2 separate regions of the Mus musculus genome follow, and region 1 is linked to region 2. A link is a contact called in public promoter capture Hi-C data. All regions are on one chromosome and are shown on one strand. The core of a region is the stretch at or near the end of the contact, and the rest is flanking DNA. Distances in the headings are between cores, read along the strand shown. Region 1 has its middle 18 kb from the start of Gm33795. Region 2 overlaps Myo1b (myosin IB).

What was found. Promoter capture Hi-C pulls out the DNA fragments that hold promoters and counts their contacts.
Region 1: a promoter capture Hi-C map of liver shows a contact between it and region 2. The contact joins two enhancer-like sites. A contact is called at or near these places in 1 of 39 promoter capture datasets (liver), 1 of 15 datasets of contacts at CTCF or cohesin (large pre-B cells), 4 of 484 Hi-C or Micro-C datasets (CD8 T cells, cerebral cortex, liver and 1 more), 2 of 115 datasets of contacts at active chromatin or transcription factors (hepatocytes and neural progenitor cells) and 3 of 9 other capture datasets (adipose tissue, embryonic stem cells and liver).

The regions. Positions count from the first base shown.
Region 1 is chr1:51,932,437-51,936,575 of GRCm38.p6, forward strand. No RefSeq gene overlaps it. Among named protein-coding and RNA genes, the nearest start is that of Gm33795, 18 kb to the left of the region's middle. Within about 2 kb of position 2,290, at least 117 of the 459 cell types and tissues checked have an H3K27ac peak or open chromatin away from gene starts, as enhancers often do. A contact at or near this core is called in adipose tissue and liver, where this site is marked.
Region 2 is chr1:51,820,388-51,825,043 of GRCm38.p6, forward strand. It overlaps Myo1b (myosin IB), which reads right to left. Exons shown (of 31, transcript NM_001161817.2): 5 at 3,710-3,814. Among named protein-coding and RNA genes, the nearest start is that of Myo1b, 93 kb to the right of the region's middle. Within about 2 kb of position 1,929, at least 36 of the 459 cell types and tissues checked have an H3K27ac peak or open chromatin away from gene starts, as enhancers often do. A contact at or near this core is called in adipose tissue and liver, where this site is marked.

The DNA.
Region 1 (4,139 bases), core at 1,040-3,539, 110 kb after region 2:
CGGTAGTGTACAGGACTCGTGTTTCACACTCCTGAGCAAGTGAGTCCTCGCTGGAGGGACAGGAATATTGGGGCTGCCCAGCCCAGGAGGTGCTGTCCCTGCTTCGAGGTGTTTATGACCAGTAGCTAAATAACCAAACTTCACTCTTCACCAGCTCTTCACTAACGCCAGAAACCTTTGAAAGGTTATCATTATAATATCAGTGTTACCAAGTGCCCACAGTAAGCCACACAAAGAAATGACTTCATTCATTGTTCTAAAACAGAAGCATCCCAACTGATAGGAAACGTAACTAAGCATGACCATTTTAGAGAAACAGAAGTTAAGGTTCAGAGAGATTAAATTGCTTTCCTGAAAATTACTAGTTATTAAGCAGTGGGTCTGGGACTCAAAGCCCACCTCTTGGTCACTGTACCCATCACTGAGAGTGTAACACTTGATTTAATGTTCTGTCACTGTGTTGAAATGGTTAACACTGCCTGTGTAGGAGTTCTATATTTTTATTTTGCAATGAGCTTCTCAAATCCCGTAGCCAGCCTTGACTATACTGCATTTCGTGACACCCTGGGTAGATACTGCATATGAGGGCAGGGTTTCAACAATGTCCACACATTCTGCAACAGTTCTTTCAAAAGACAAAGCTGATTTCCACCCACACTTGACTCCGTCATGCCTTCTAATGAATGGCATCTGGCAGAAGGAAGGGTGTGTGTTTAAGAGTACTATAAAGAAGCACTGCAGCTTGTGCCTTGCCACTGAGTCATTTGCTCTAGGGAAAGGCAGATATCATATCATGAGGATGCTCAGTCAACACGTGGAAAGGTCCACGGGGTGAGGGACTAAGGCCTTGTAAAGCCCAACCAATTCCTTTTTTAAAAAGAAACTCCATTTTGTTCGAGGCCAGGGGCTAAACTCCAGTTCCAGGAATAAAGTCAGAGTCCTCCTGAGCAAGTACCCTATGACAACCCATCCCCCTTAGCAACAGCCAGTGAGGCTACAATAGCAGGGTCAAGATAACTCAAGACATCCTGCAGAGAATAAGTAACTTATCCATCCTGGTGGTCCGATGGCTTCGTTCTCATCTTCAGTTCCTACGGAGTACAGCAGAAATGTAGTTTTTAAAATATTAACTTGCTGACCTGTATAGATGCATGCCCCAAGTTTGCTGTATCCGCAATACAAATCCTGAACCCCTAGACTCAGGGCTCTCACTCTGACCCACTATGATGGTGAGAGAGACCTTGCTCACAATAAAGACCGTTACATGGTTTACATTGGAATTGGCTCCTTAGTGGTCTTTGGGTACATGCAACTTGGGCTTAACAGCCTCCTGACAGCAATCATTTAAATCAACTCTCTCAAATCTTGAAAACCTTGGCTGCCTGACTCCTCACCCAGCACTTGCCTTCTGAGAGGGAACCATCTAGACGCGCCACTTAATTACTGATACTCAGGAACTATGTCATAAGTTTGTTGTTTTGAGCTAGGATAATTTATTTTATGTAGTAATGGATAATTCATATATTATGTAATGGTACAATATTATATGTTTGGTACAGTATTATAATTGATTTGATTATGCCATTTCAGACCCTGTAGGCATTTAATCCATGGGACACTGTAGGAATGCTCTTCTGTGAGCAACAGAGGGTTTCTCTCCACCCTTTCCTTGTGCCAAGGTCTTCTTTTAATTTGGGCCATGGCCTTTGACATTGTGTCTGATTCTTAATTCAAAGACTACCAAACATGCTCCTCCCACAAAGAGCGGCCTCCCTTCTAATTGACCAGTGTTGCTCCAGTTACGAGTCATGTCATACCTCTGTGACGTGGCCTAGAGTTGCAGCTCAAGATTTTATAGCCATATTTATACCGCCTGCACAGCATGGAATGAGGCCAGCAGAAGTTGCACCCCATGGCTCTATAATCTGCTCTAGTCACCCAGTTTGGAATAGGACTGATTAGAGGAGCTTCGAGAGATAAGCCATCGAGGCTATGGCCTAGCTCCATGTCCTTGTTCTGTAGGATCCCGTCTCAGTGATGAGTGAGAAGGTTAGTGGCTTGTGCAATACCAGTAGACACACTTGAAAAGTGAGTCCCTCCCTGCCTATGCAGTAACATCAGAGCATGAGGGTCCTAAGTGTAATTTCTGATCCAGCAAGCTAGACGTTTAAAACCTGATGGGTGATGACCACAGTGTCTGGGACTTCCTCTCACTGTGTACCATTCAGAGGGCAGATGCGAAACAGGAACATGAACAATAGATAGAGTGGTCTGCCACTTCCTCTTTCTGCACGTCGGGGAAGTTTCATTCACCAAAACAAAGTTATCACTGCTCTGTAAAGTGACAACTATGTCACTTTACAGCACTGTGTCAATACAGAAAACCAGACAGTCACAGCTCCCTGGCACAGAGGCACCCAGGAAGTGGGAACTGTCTAGTGTTAGAGAATAAAGTGAAGATGACTTACTGAACCACCATCCTCCACTTTTAATTCAACTTTATAAGGCAAAACTGGTAATGGGTTGGAAATAAAGGAGAGAGCACAGTGGTGGGAGAAAGCAGGACTCTATGATCATCACTGCACTACAGAATCCACCCTAAGCTCTGATCTCAAGGCAAACCCTTCACTTTAAATGAGCCTATTATGCTCACAGCAGATGCAGCCAAGAACAGGAAAAGCCAGGTCTGCCCCACTGAGCATTTTTCAACAGAAGGCTTAGGGAATTTGTTTACTATCCTGATAACCTTTACTCCAGACCAATGGCCCTCCTCTGGTTCTGTTTTTAAAACCTGAGTTTGTCAGATGAGGAAGGCTAAGCCAATTAGCCAGCTGAGCTAAGTCAGAGTTTAAGAGGAGTCCCTAGAGAAGGCCCCATCCTGCCTCTCATGTCAAATCTATCCTAACGTGGTGTCTCCAGAGGTAGAACCACAAAGACACTCCATGAGGACATTGGCCCGCCTCTGATTTGGTTTTACATTTTCTCTTTGTGTTGTCTTTGTAAGGTATGATGATTATGATGTTTGAGCCTGTCTTCCCAAATACAGCTCCTAACACATGATTTCAGAGTTCACAGAAAGAAGGGAGAATTGAGAAATGGACACGTGTAATGGGATTAAATGAGACTTGGTTTTGCCGAGTTCCCGGTGGTTCTAAACACAGCCTATATGATCCCAAACAACAAGAGCCATTCTGCAGTTTGCATGATTAGTTAATGAGCACCTACTAAGCACATGGAACTGAGGTAGTGCATGATACTCTAAGAACATTACACTTCTATTTCATGCACAGAGTCTTTCAGCTCCTTCTAAAGCTGAAGACAGAAACAATCTTGTCTTTAACTTCAGCAGAAAGTTCCACACAGAGAATATTTTTCAAAGTATCTTCTCTCCCATGGAAAGGTTCTCTAAGCAGGCACTGCCTATCTTTACGAATAAATTGTTTTTAAAAGTTTACCTCACAGCTCATATGCAAATTCTTATTGGTAGATAAGAGAATAACTAATTGCAGTAGATGAAGAAGTTTTCTTACATGATGCATTTAGATACCGTTATGGGAATCTTTGGGGTGGGAGGGAAATGAGAGAAATTTTATAATTCAAGGATATGGACCTTTCCACACACCCTCTTTTCCTTATAATTAACTTATTTCCTCACTGAAGAACAACACATTTCCTCAAGCTAATATAAAATATATTAATAACAAAGAACCTCTGCTCCTTCTATCTTGGAAGTAAACCCTACAAAGCTCTTGGGATAAATTCTGGGAGCACCACGCAGTTCTTTGAAAGCTGGAATTTGTATCTTTAGAGCGTTTGTGAAAGAAACGTAGCTCAGTGCCCTCTGGAGTCACTTGTTGTCTACCACAGGCTGCAGTAGTTATATTGAAAAAAGCGAGCATAGAATGTTTGAAAACATTGTTCTGAGGTATGCTCCTCGGGGCTCTCTCAGAACATGCTCCAACAAGCTCTTCCTAGCCAAGGAGAACTCCTCTGGGACTCAGAAAACCTTTACCATCCCAATACAGGTCTTTTAGGAAATTTGGGAAAGGGAGAGGGAAATGAAACTATTTTCCCAAGGCAAAGACTTCTGGTTAGTAGGAACAAGTATAGAGTCTGGAAGTAAAATAATTGAATGGCCT
Region 2 (4,656 bases), core at 679-3,178:
AATACACAGAAAGAGAGCAAGTGGCAGCGTTGCATCCTGGCATTGTTTCGAGCACTGCTCTAAACTTAACCTTGCCTAGGTTGACACCGATTAACCCCTTTCCACAGGAACCTACTGGGCATCAAGCAGGTGCCTAGTCCTCCGCCAAAACTACCACTCAGGTTATTTCAGAAATCATTTTCTATCCTTATAGGTTTGGTGCACGTGGGTGAGGAATATAGATTGCAGGAGGCATGTGAAACTGAAAACCGTTTAATTTTGAAATAAAGCTATTTATGTAAATGTGATTACATAACTACAGTACAGTAAGAACTATACTGAGAGTTGGAAAATGAGTCATTTCAAATAAGATAAAAATGATACAGACTTTGGTAGCTCATGCCCAACAGGCAGACCTATAAGAAACATTCTAGAACACAAAGTGACCCAAAATGCACAGCCCAAGTCTGTTTTGATCTCAGTTGCTTCCAGAAGACCGATCTGCCCCGGGACAACCTTTGAAATGAGGACCCATGAGAGCTGCGGGGTGGTTCTGCCCCGGTCACAGAATGGTCCTGTTTAACACAGGTGACAGTGTAGTTGTGACAGCAAATGGACAGCTTCACCAAGCCTGTGCACAAACACTCACAAGCCAAGCTGGGGTGATGCAAAGGGAGAAGAGAGTCGTGTGAGTACAGGTCACATATGTAGAAAGGCTCCCTGTGGATGCCCCGACAGAACATCCCAAACCCTGAAGGGAACCCAGGCCAGCCCAGTACACCCTGGAGGACACAAAACTCTGCATTCCTACAAAGGCCCCCTCCAACCCAAGCTGTTTTGGTGACAAGTCACAATTGAGACTAGCAGCATCATTCCTGAAGATGTGGTTAAACAAAACGAACCTTTTGAATAAGAGGCTAGATACCACATTTCTGAAGCCTCCGTGACTTCATCAAGTTAAATGAGGGTTAGGGTGACAGGGAAGTGTCACAGAGCAAGAGTAAGTACTAGGCTAGCCAGACCTTATTTCAACAAACAAACAAACACCACATGGCTGGCTCAAAATAGGTTAAGTCAAAATTTACAAAGTCAACAGAGAAGGTTCCTTATATTTAGAGATGCTTGGGCCAAGTATGGTTTATTGAGTTCCTGACACCAAACTCTCACTTCAGAAGAAGATAGGCTGACATTTGTACACTGAGAGAGAAAGCACTGGAAACCTCAGCAAAGGAAACACGCTGAGGAAAGGGGGATTCTCACAAATTCACTGCCAAGCAAAAGTCATCTGTGAACGCAACCTTGACGACAGTGGACACCTGACCTGGTCACCATTAAACTGCAACATTTCCCATGCTTTTATGGGCTAGTCCTTTATGCCAGGTTTGAAATGTAGACCTGCCAAGTCAAATAATTAGAACAGGCCTAAATCCCAGTTCAAGATGCTGACACAAAGATCACTAGACTGTGGCCTGACAGTCAGGAAGGAGCGAAGCGCTGCTCCAGCACTTGGTTCAGAGCCCCATCTGCAAGCCATAAACCATCTCTTCCTCGAACAAGTCTGAGCTGCATATTATAAACACAACCCTAAACTCTCCAGTCTTTTACTGTGAGTCTGGAAATCTGAAACAAGTACTCCATTATAGAACACCCGAGACACATTCCACAGTTGTTGGTTGGTTGGGTTTTTTGTTTTTTTTTTGTTTTGTTTTGTTTTTTATAAAGTTCGTTGTTCTGAACGTTCATTTACAGTAGCAGCTCCAGTTAAAAAGCAAAGCGTTCCCATAAAAGATAACACACACCCACAGTGGACATTTCTTCCATTTCCTGCACTGCAGCGTCATTTCAAATACCACCAAATAAAAAGATCCTAGTCAAAAATGCAAGCTGCAGCATTCCGCTACGTTGTTGCTTTCAACCACAGCATTCCTAAAATAAGCCTGTGCAGAAATCAGCTCATGCAGAGCACATAACCTAAAGGCAAAGGGAGGAAGCAAAGGGGCCAGATCTCAGATTAGTAAAATGTAGTGATGCCACTTCTTACAGACTCTACCAGTTAAGGTACTAAATGGAGGAGCGATCAAACCGTAATAGCCTATTGGGCTCCATGCCTCCCCTATGCTGCCAGTCGGGCACATCAGTGGGCACAAAGCCATAGTCACTGCTCAGAGTTCAAGAAGATTTCCCAGAGGGAAGGAGGGGCCCAGGCAGAGTAGAAAAGGCAACAGGGAGGGATTGCGACCCTCCATGTCAAGGGTTGCCTACCAATCCCAAGATAGCTCTGCTTTCGTTAGCCTTCAATCTTGTCCTTCTGTGCTTGGAGCAATGGGTTGAGCCAAACTATTCCTCTGGCCCAGATTCTAAAAGTATGCTTTTGACTCCCTGGGGGACAGTGCCAATATTTGGAGGTTTTGTTTTTTTGTTTTTTTAATCCCAACAGGTACAAGGGTGTAACTGACACGTGGCAAGCAGAGGCCATAAATGCTAGAGCAGGCCTCCCACTCATACCAAAGACGTGCCCAGCACAGCAGCTCCAAGGCTAAGAAATCCAACTGGTGCTCCAACTGTGTTAGTCACAACACTGAGACACTTATACTATAAGACAAATTTAATAGCCTCTCTCCAATAAGGAAAAGCTGGAATTTCATGATTTAAAAAAAAATTTACTCAGTTTTTATTTTGTGTGTGTATATGTGTGTGTGTATATATATATATGTATATACATATACATATATATATATATATATATGGCAAGCATGTATATATATATATGCACATATATGTGTGTGCGTGCGTGTATACATACGCACACTACATCCATGCCTGATGTCTGCAAAAGCCAGAAGTAACTCTGGAATCAGATTTACTGACAGCTGTAAGGGGCCATGTATGTGTTAGGAACCAAACCCAAGCCCTCTGCAAGAGCAGCAACTATTCTTCTCCAGGATCCTAATTTCATTTTTAATGTAAGCATGGTTTGTTTATACCAACGGTAAATGTTATTTTTCATCTGGTGAAAGAATTCATCTCTAATTTATTCTTGATGATGGGCCAGTGTGCTTGCCCCTTTTCCTCATTCATATATTAAAGCGCTTACGCTCTATGCGACAGAATGGAGAGGTAAGCTTCTGGGAGGTACTTATGTGTGTGGAGCATGGAGAAGGGACACCAGGGAGCTCACTTCTGGTTTTGTTCCCAAGAAACACACAAGAAGAGCTTACATGAATAAGGTGGGAGTTGTCTCTAAGATGAGAGAGGTCTCCAAATGAAACCTATCTTAGCAGGATTTTGTTCTTAGATTTCTAGCCTCCAAGAATAATGAGCTAGTTACCAGAGAGCTAACAACAAAGCTTAGGAGAACTACATAGCATTTGGGCTTTCTTCGGTCCTTGATTTCCATGACAACAGACATAACCAGCCACAGGCATTACCATGAATAATAAAACATCACTACACCATCAACTGCAAAAACAGTCAATTTCTTAAAAGCAAACCAAAGTAAGTTACATAAAAATGGAATGGCAAAAGTATTTTTTAAATGGGAAAGTTCCTTTTCCATGAGTAAGCTATTGCCTCTTTTCAATACTTGAAACAAAGCCTCACAAGGCTTAATTCCTCTATAGGCTTTGGCCTGAACGGTGGGTGTCCTCTTCCCTCCCTGAACACTGGGCAGTTGAAGTGAACGAACACAGTTTGCTATTTGAATCACAAGGACCAAACATGAAATCCTTACCTTCCAGGACAGGGTTGGACTGCAGAAGCTGTTCCTTGACCTGATTGACTTCTGCTCCTTTTCCGCACACGGCAGCGACATAGGACATGACGAGCTTGCTGGCCTCTGTGGAGGGAAACAGCCATGTTACTCAATTCTAAAGAATCTTTGAATCATATTTGGAGAGAAGATTCACTAGCTGCATTTCCAAACATCTTTATTGTTGGGTAGACACATGTTTTGGAAACTTTTTCAGCTCTGCATTTTAAACTGATATATCATCAATTTAGTTAGAATATGGCTTGCGCTTGAAGCCTATTTCTGAGCTGTTAAAAACAAAAGCTAAGTTACATGGTCAACAAAAAAATCTCAGAAGACTCACATTCAGAGTAATCAAACACATACATCTATGTTCTGTTTGTGATTCAAGCCAAAAATAACTTGGGCATCTATACATCTTTGCCAAATGTATTTCTGAAGTTTAAAAGAACTGTTTTCCTTCAAAATAGTTTCTGAGTCAAATCAGTTTGTTCACAATTAGGTCAGGCTGATTACTCTTCAGCTCCAAAAGTGAGCAACTAATGGGGATTTACAATCTTTCTGGGGCAGTCATTTGTGTACATTTTATAAGTAACCCTGAAAGTCAAGCTGATGAAGAACCCATCACACAGAGCAGAAAATACTTAGCTAACATGGTTTCTTAGGGTTTCTCAAGACCAAGAAGCATCACACATCATCACAAAACCCATAACACTAAATTCCAAGGGATAGCATATCAGCATGTGTTCAAAGAGAAGGTGATTCGAGGCCAATGAATGTGGGTCCCCAGCAAGGGAAACACAGTGAAGCAAGTGTCCCTATCCGAGGGCGTCTTAGAGCTTTTCTTATGCCTCTGCATGTTGCAGAACTCCAAAGGGGCTCTAGAATGCTATATAGCCTTCAAGTTTATTTGCCATGGCGTCTTTTCA